2 separate regions of the Mus musculus genome follow, and region 1 is linked to region 2. A link is a contact called in public Hi-C data. All regions are on one chromosome and are shown on one strand. The core of a region is the stretch at or near the end of the contact, and the rest is flanking DNA. Distances in the headings are between cores, read along the strand shown.

The links. A called contact is a pair of places that touch in the nucleus more often than the background predicts.
Region 1: a contact with region 2 is called in a Hi-C map of the N1E-115 cell line, with 2.5 times the contacts expected there. The contact joins two enhancer-like sites. A contact is called at or near these places in 7 of 39 promoter capture datasets (the HPC-7 cell line, cranial neural crest, frontonasal cranial neural crest and 4 more), 4 of 484 Hi-C or Micro-C datasets (the G1E-ER4 cell line, the N1E-115 cell line, bone marrow-derived macrophages and 1 more) and 4 of 115 datasets of contacts at active chromatin or transcription factors (cardiomyocytes, embryonic basal ganglia, embryonic stem cells and 1 more).

Annotation. Positions count from the first base shown.
Region 1 is chr13:45,472,165-45,476,431 of GRCm38.p6, reverse strand. No RefSeq gene overlaps it. Among named protein-coding and RNA genes, the nearest start is that of Gmpr, 33 kb to the left of the region's middle. Within about 2 kb of position 1,816, at least 7 of the 459 cell types and tissues checked have an H3K27ac peak or open chromatin away from gene starts, as enhancers often do. A contact at or near this core is called in the N1E-115 cell line, where this site is marked.
Region 2 is chr13:45,085,861-45,090,256 of GRCm38.p6, reverse strand. No RefSeq gene overlaps it. Among named protein-coding and RNA genes, the nearest start is that of Gm34409, 13 kb to the right of the region's middle. Within about 2 kb of position 1,261, at least 39 of the 459 cell types and tissues checked have an H3K27ac peak or open chromatin away from gene starts, as enhancers often do. A contact at or near this core is called in the N1E-115 cell line, where this site is marked.

The sequences.
Region 1 (4,267 bases), core at 567-3,066, 390 kb before region 2:
CTGTTGTCCCTGCCCTGCCCTTGCTTGGGCTTCTGAATGCCCTGAGGCCAAGCCTGAGCCGGAGGCAGAAGTTTATTTCTGCACTGGGCACTGACCCTAAGGCCTCATGAGCATCGGGCCAGTGTTCCATCCTTGGTCTCTACTTCCAGCTGGAGTTCCCGCCTCGGTTTCCTTGACTAAAACTCTGGGCTGCTCTTCCCAGAGACCACAGTTGGGGTTACCATCTACCTTCCAAACTTGTCTCAGCTTGGCACAGAGCAGGGCCACTTCCCTGTGTCCTTCTCTAAGCCTAAGAGGTCTCTTCGCATAAAATCCAGCATTCTATGTTTGAAGTAAATCCAAGGATAGTTTGTCCAACTTTCTATTAAAGAATAGAATTAAATTGAACAGATAGATGGTCATCGACTTTTAGCATGAACAGACGTAGATGGTCAGACTTGCACCTTCTTTAAGACGCTCTGAACATCCACACGCATACATTTTCATTTCCCTGTATAAATGTCCAAGATCAGCGTTACTAGGCCACATAACAGTTGCATGCTTGCTTTTGTAAGCAGTGGCTGAGATTTTCCAGAGTACAGCCATCTCCGGAGCATGCCTGCACCATCTTCCATTTTCCTCTCAGTGCATCCTGACTGATCAGATGTCTCTGCATCCTTAGCATCTCTTGTTCCTACAGAGTCTCCAGTCAGACAGGCCTTGAACTCCTCATCTTTCTGTCTCTGTCTCCCATACACTGGAAGTACGGGTATTACACGTGGTTTTGTTAAGCCCGACCTACTTTGTTTTTGGATAAGCTCCATTTTGTGCGAGACCAAGAATTCCAGAAAATCACAGAGTCCTCCAGAGCGAGCATCCTACGGCAACCCACTGCCCTTAGCAACAGCCAGTCAGGTCACAAAAGCAGGGTCAAGGTACAAACAGATAACCTAAGACATCCTGCAGAGAATAGATAACCTGACCATCCTGTTTGGTTCCTACAGATTATGCCAGAAGTGCAGTTTTTAAAATATTAACTTGCTGACCTGTATGGAAAATTCCCAAGTTTGCTGCAACCACAATAAACAACCTGAACTCCTAGACTCGGGGCTCTCACTCTGACCCCCTGCGACAGTGAGAGTCTGAGAGATCTTGCTTGAGAACTTGTAATAAAGATCCCTGTGTGTGCATCAGAATTGGCTCCTCAGCTGTCTTTGGGTTCCTGCAACTTGAACATAACAGTTTATTCATTGCTGGGAATCAAACCCAGAGGTGAGGTGCCCAGTGCCCGCCAGGCAAACACTCACCGTGGTGAGCTATACTCCCAGGCCCAGTGCTGGCTTAGTTTTCTGGATGGATGGTCTGTGCTTTGAATTTGCATTTCTCTGATAGCTAATAATGTTGATCAAATCCTCATACTTTCATTTGCCATCTGTATATCTTCTTCCTCTGTGAAATATCTGTTCTAGTTTTTCATCCGTTTTCTAAGTTGTTTTGGGTTTGTTTTTTTTTTTTTTTAAAGCATGGAAGTTGTGATTTCTTGATCATTTTACATATTCATCCTTGGTCTGCTTTCCAATCTGCCAATATCTTCTCTTGGCTCTGTAGTTTATCCTTTTGTCCTGTTAGCAGGTGTGGTCGTTGGCGGGTGGGGGTCTCTGTTTCCGTGATAAACACCATGACCAAAAACAACTCTAGGAGGGAAGGATTTACTCCAGTGTAAACTCTCAGGCCACACTCCATCACTGAGGGAAGTCAGGGCAGGAACAATGCAGAGGCAGCAGCTGAAGCAGAGGAACACTGAAGGAGCCTGGCTCCTCTTGGCTGACCTAAGCCTGCTTTCTTAGACACACAGGGACCACCTGCCATGGTGGGCACCACCCATCACTCTCTACAAGAAAATGTCCCACATGCTTGCTTATCAACCAATCCCTTGGAGGCTTTTCTCTCCTGCTGTTCCCTCTTCCTAGGTAACTCTAGCTTGTGTAGAGTTGACCAAACAATCAACCAGAACAACAGGATCTCCTACTGGTCTGCTCTATGGGCCCCTGTTGACACCACCCAGGCAGGCAGGGACTTCTTCCCATGCAGTCTCCCTCCATGGACAACAGGTACAGGGCAGGTGGCTTCATTGCCTCTAGATCTTTGTCAAAGTCTTGCAGCTTCCACAAGGCCTCCAAGGAGGGGCTTCCCATTCTGCTAGGTGTGCTGTTCACTGACTGAGGTCGTGGGCTGAGTGAACAGGTGAGAGCAAACCATACACCGGGGCACTCGGCGCCCTAGTCCCTGCTTCCTGACTGTGCACGTCACGTGATCAGCAGCCTGCCGCCAAGGCTTCACCAACAAACTGTGAGCCAAAACCTCCCGGAGTTGCTCTTATCAGGGAGTTTTGTTAAAGGAACAAGAAAAATAGCTAAAATATGTACATATTATATGCATATAATAGGTATACATAAGAAACATACATATTACTGAGTTGGTGTTGCCAGGACCTTTGTTTAAGGAGCAGCTCTTGCACACACCAGGATGAAAATCAAAATGGACTGACTCATGATAAGGTTTCATGTTGCCAAGTTAAAACTAAGTTATCTAATCTTTAAAAAAAAAAAAAAATCAGCGTCAAGAAATCAGAGTCTGCAGCCAAATGTACCAAACAGGTCAGTTTCAAGTGACAATAAAATTCCCCCTGCCTAACTCCTTATCCCAACCTGAGGTCCCAGGAGCTGGGGGGGGGGGGGGGGCAGCCTGAGCACGTGATGCCAGCCTGAGCACGTGATGCTAGCGGACCAGTGGTTTGCCTGTTGCTCTACGGGCCTCCCTGTGTCGTCCCCCCCCCCACCTTGTAAGGAAAGTGGCTTTCCCTCTGCTAATCCAATTTAGGTTTTGTTTCTGTTCTTTTCCAGCCCTTTGTTCTGTTTTTACAGACGAAAGCTTGTGCTCAATTCCTGAATAGAAAATAAAGCCAATTAAGATCATTAAGCCGAATTTGTCCTGACAACGATGTAATGCTGCATTTACCAGAAATGGCAGGCAAAGCACGGTTTTCTCCATATTCCAGGAGGGATCCAGTCTTTTCCTTTCTTTGAAATGAAGAAGCTGATCTTTGATGTACCCTCAAAAACTTCCCGGCTCAAAACAAATAAACAAATAAATAAATGTGTTTTCTTTCTGCACAGCTGAGGAAACAGGGAAGCAAGCTCTTGAGAGAGGGCTATTGGGTCCTTCATAAAAAGGCCTGTTGGAGCTGGGCATGGTGGCGCATGCCTTTAATCCCAGCACTCGGAAGGCAGAGGCAGGCGAATTTCTGAGTTCGAGGCCAGTCTGGTCTATAGAGTGAGTTCCAGGACAGCCAGGGATATACAGAGAAACCCTGTCTCAAAAGGGGGCTGGTGAGATGGCTCAGCGGTTAAGAACGCCGACTGCTCTTCCAAAGGTCCTGAGTTCAAATCCCAGCAACCACGTGGTTGCCATCCGTAACAAAATCTGATGCTCTCTTCTGGAGTGTCTGAAGACAGCTACATTTTACTTACATATAAAATAAATATTAAAAAAAAAAAGAAAAAAGGCCTGTTGGGAGGTGAAGCAGTGCCTGCTTCCTAGTGCTCACAAAGTACATGGAAGGTGAAGATGTTTGAGGACCCGCTCTGAAGCCGCTGAAACACTATTCAGATCTGGCCTAAGCCCTGACTTCAGCATACACTCCCAGAATTCTTCAGCTTTTTTTTTTTCCAAGCTTATCTCCCAAACAATGGCATTTCCATCTTTGTTGTTGTTGTTTTGTTTTGTTTTTTTGAGACAGGGTTTCTCTGTGTAGCCCTGGCTGTCCTGGAACTCACTTTGTCGACCAGGCTGGCCTCGAACTCAGAAATCCGACTGCCTCTGCCTCCCGAGTGCTGGGATTAAAGGTGTGTGCCACCATCGTTTCCATCTTTAAAATGGGCCACATTGGCATGCGCAGCAGTGCAGAAATCAGTTCAAATGTTAATGCAAGCAATTGCTGTTAATTTCTTGGTTACCCCAATACACAAAAGTGAAGCTTCCCCCAGTCCTTCAGCATTTAGTGCGTTCTGACAGGTCCTCAAGCCAAGGGTGTCGCTGTGACCCTCACCTGGTCTCACCCCCACAGAAATGCACCTCACTCTGTTCACCCTTCCCCCAATGGCCCCACTACCCTCAGTTATTAGTGAGAGTGCAAATGAAGTCAGCCCAGGTATGGTGCTGCCTTCCTGCAATCTATATGCTCAGCAGGCTGAGGCAGGAGAATTGTACTATTGATGACTATAACTAA
Region 2 (4,396 bases), core at 12-2,511:
TTCCTCTGGTGCTGGAATCGGTCGTCAAATAACAGAGCTTCTACAGGGGAGAATGTGGGATGACTTAAAGACAATCTGTACCTGAGTCCAAGGGCAGGATGGAGCCGAGCCGCCTTGGCACATTGTAGTCTATTTTTGATTTTATGATTCTTGTATTTGGATAGCGGAGGAGAAGGGGCAGCCAGTTGGCAGGGCAGCTATCAGATGAGATCTTGCCAGGCCCTGAGAACCGAGCGAAGACCAGGGAGTCTCTTCCTCTTGGCGCTGGACCCTGTCAGTGAGGCACTGTGGGAAGTCCTCACTCATGAAGGTACCACGCCACGTTTCCACACCAGTGTGCACAGGGGAAACGAGCTCTGCCGACTTACCAAAGAGATAAAAGGATATTGGTAGTGACTTCGGTATGGGTCCAGTGACGACAAGGAGAGATTAGTTTAAATATGTACCTTTATCTCTGGAGAGCAATTAGGGGATCAGAAGGTTAAAGACTTCCAAGGCAATTCATCGTCTCTCAAGACCTCGGGATTAGAGGGCAGGAAGGGCCTTTATTTTTACAATATGAGGGAACAGGGACCTTGGGCAGAAGCTATACTCAAGAGAGCCAAAGCCTGAACCTCACTCGGCCTGGCTGGCATGAGGTTCCTAAGTATTCAGTTCTTCTATATGTTATTCTCACTGTGCTTGGGAGTCAGAACACTTCTCCCATAAAATAATGATAGAAACATCACCCCATTTGACAGGCCTGTTTTAAGAGCCCAATGGGGCCAGCTAGATGGCTCAGAGGATGAAAAACCCTTACTGCCAGGCCTAATAACCTGAGTGTGATCCCTGGAATCCGCATGGTACAAAGAGGGAGTTGTAAGTGTGAGACCACCAAATGAGGCCACTCCGTGGGCAGAAAGGTTTCCTGGGGAAATGAAACAGCTGTGCAGTTATCTCTCAGGAGGAGAAAAAAGCAGCAAGGAGCAGGCAAAGCCCTACTGGTTTAAAAAAAAAAAAACAAAGAAACAAAAACCACCCATAACTGGTAACTACAAGGGGTCAGGAGTTGGCTTTCCAGAGGACTCTGGAAGTTCCGGGCAGTGGAGGAGGGGGAGGTTTGCAAGCCAGAAATGTCCAGCAGAGGCCAGTAACCTTTGCTTCACAGGTATTTATTTACCTAATAGAGAACTCAATGGCTCATTTGCCAGAAGTGGGGAGAGATTAGGGAAGTGATAACCTCTCCCAACAGACAAAATCCAGTTTTGCAGGTCTCTGAGGAGTGCTGAATGTTTACCCAAGTCAGAGTCCAGCCAGAGCCAAGCTGACGCTGCAATCCACAACTGTCAGGGGTGCTGACATTGGAGAGTTTGGATAGGGGCACTTGGGACCTAATGAGAACAGACTCCAGCAAGTTGTACTCTGATTTCCCCTTTGTACCTGCATCATGTGCACACACACACACACACCAGGAACTGAAGAGATGACTCAGTGGTTAATAGCATTTGCTGCTCTCTGGGGGGGGGGGGGGGGGGGGGACGGGACGACGACAGTTTGATTGCCAGCACCCACATGGCAGCTCATGACCTTATATAACTCCCATTCTATAAAATGCAGCACCCACTTCTTGTTTCTGGGAGTGCTCTATGCACATGGAGTGCTTAATACAGGAAGAAAAAGCACCCATACACATAAAAATAAAAGAAAGGACAACAAAAAGAATCAAATGAAGTTATAGATGCAAACTGAGAGTGTTTTGCAAGACAATATACACATCTATGCAAAGGTCACCGATAGTCACATGGCTGGAATTAAAACATATTCACTTCTATTTTATCACTGGGGTAAATAAAACTTTCTAAGGTCATAGATGATGTTTCAGTATACATTTCCTTTTTAATACTCTAATGAAGGTTCTTACGTTTTCTTTATAAGTTTTTCCCTTCTTATTAGAAACAGACCCCACCCCATAACTAAACATTCAGTAGGTAGAGTCAGAAGAGTTGCCCCAAGTTCAAAGCCAGCTTGATCTACATGGTGAATTCAAGGAAAGTCAGGAGATCTGATCTCAAAACAACCAACAACAAAAAAGGTTCAGGTGGTAAAGGTATTCTGTCAATTCTGATAACCTGAGTTCAATGGAATCTACAGAATGATAGGAGAGAAATTTTTCCACATGTTGTCCTTTGACCACATGTTATAGTTATGGCTTGTATTGCTGTGACGAAACATCGTGACCAAAGAGCAACGTAGGGAAGAAAGGGTTTATTTGGCTTACACTTCCACAGCACTGTTCCTCATTGCAAGACGTCAGTACAGGAACTCAAACAGGGTAGGAACCTAGAGGCAGGAGCTGATGCAGAGGCCATGGAAGGTGCTGCTTACTGGTATACTCCTCCTGGCTTGCTCAGCCTTCTTTCTTAGAGAGCCCAGGACCACCTGCCCAAGGATGGCACTATCCACTATCTCCCATCAATCACTAATCTAAAAAAGACGCCTCACCCAGAACTTAACGGAAGCATTTTCCCAATTAAGGTTCCCTTCTATTATATAACTCTAGTTTGTGTGTCAAGTTGACTTAAGACCAGACAGCACAACTGACCCCTTGTCAGCTCGACATGCAAATATATAACTCTCAAGCCACATCTTTCCCTTCTTATTCATCCCCACAATCTCACATTTAAGACATAAAGAACTTTAAAAGTTCCACCGTCTTTATAAATTCAAGCACATTAAAATTTCAGTCTCTTTAAAATATCCAAAATCTCTTTTAATGTCAAAGTCTTTCGGCTGTGGGCTCCTGTAAAGTTCAAAATTAAATTAAATACCTTTTCTTTTCTTTCTTTTTTTTTTTTTTTTAACAGAAAAGAACCAGGGCACAGTCACAGAGTCACAGTCTGAACCAAGCAAAACCAACTCAGTGTCCGATTACCCAGGATTCACTCTCGATCTTTTGAGCTCCTCCAATGAGCCTGGATCACTTCTCCAGCCCTACCCTCTGCACACACACACACAGCTTGTTTCCTTGGCCCTGGCTAACTCCACTCCACTGCTGCTGTTCTCTGTGATCAACCCATGGCATCTCCAAAATGCTGAGGTCTTCCTCGGCATCTGGGCTGCACTTTCACCAATAGGCTCACACAGGCTCTTATCATGCCTCCAAGCCTCAACTTCTTTGCATGACCCCTTCAATCCTGGGCCTTCAACAGACACTGAGGCTGCATCTTCCCAAATAGCATCTCCTGGCTCCTCCTAGTGTCAAGCCTCAGCTGCTCTCCACAATGCCTTCATGCCTTCAAAACCACTACCACCTGGGTGAGTCCTACACTACCATGTTAGCGGGCAGCACTCAATAAAACCTTTGCCAGCTCTAGAACATAGCTTCTCTGTGCTGGTCTCTTCTTAACCACCACGAATTCCCTAGCTGCAGCTAGCCAGCATCAATTGAGCCAGCTAAGCAAAGGCTTCCCTTTAGTAGTTCTGGTATCTTGTTAATCACAGCTGATTCTTCAGCCCCAGTTAACCGGAACCACAGATTCTTCACACAAAAGCCCAGTGCGGTCTCTGCTTCCTTCTAAACTTCGCAAGCCAGGCCTTCATTATCTGCACCACTCTCAATGTTCTTTTCTTCCAAGGCCCTACAGAACAACTCACTAAGCTCTTAGCACTTAGTGGCTTTTCTAGCTCAAAGTTCCAAAGTCCTTTCACAATTCTCCCACAAACATGGTCAGGTCTGTCACAGCACTACCCCTCTCCTGACACCAACTTATCTTAGCATTTTTATTGCTGTGATGAGACACCATCACCAAGAGCAAGTTGGAGGCTGGTGTGGGGGCAGGGTTTTTTTTTTTTTTTTTTTTTTTTTTTTTTTTGGCTCATGCTTCCACATGACCATTCATCATAGAAGGAAATCAGGATCTCAAACAGGACAGGAACATGGAAGCAGCAGCTAATGCAGAGGCCATGGAGGGTACTTCTCACTGGCTTGCTCAGTCTGCTTTCTTATAGAACCCAGGACCACCAGCCCAGGAATGGCACCACCCACAATGAGCTGGTTCCTCTCCCATCAGTAGCTATTAAGAAAATGCTTTACAGCAGACTCTTATGGAAGCATTTTCTCTATTAAGTTTCCATCCATTCAGATAACTCTAGTTCATGTGTCAAGTTGACATAAGACCAGCTGGCATACCACACTTGTCCCATGGCACATGTGCACACACAACTACACCCCCATGGATAAATAGATAAATAGACAATAGATTGATAGTAGGTAGGAAGGTAGGTAGGGATAGATAGATAGATAGATAGATAGATAGATAGATAGATAGATACTTCAAAGCCAGGCATCATGCTTGGTTTATATCTGTAATCTCAACACTTGAGAGGCCAGCGTAGGAAAGCATTGACTATAAAGTCA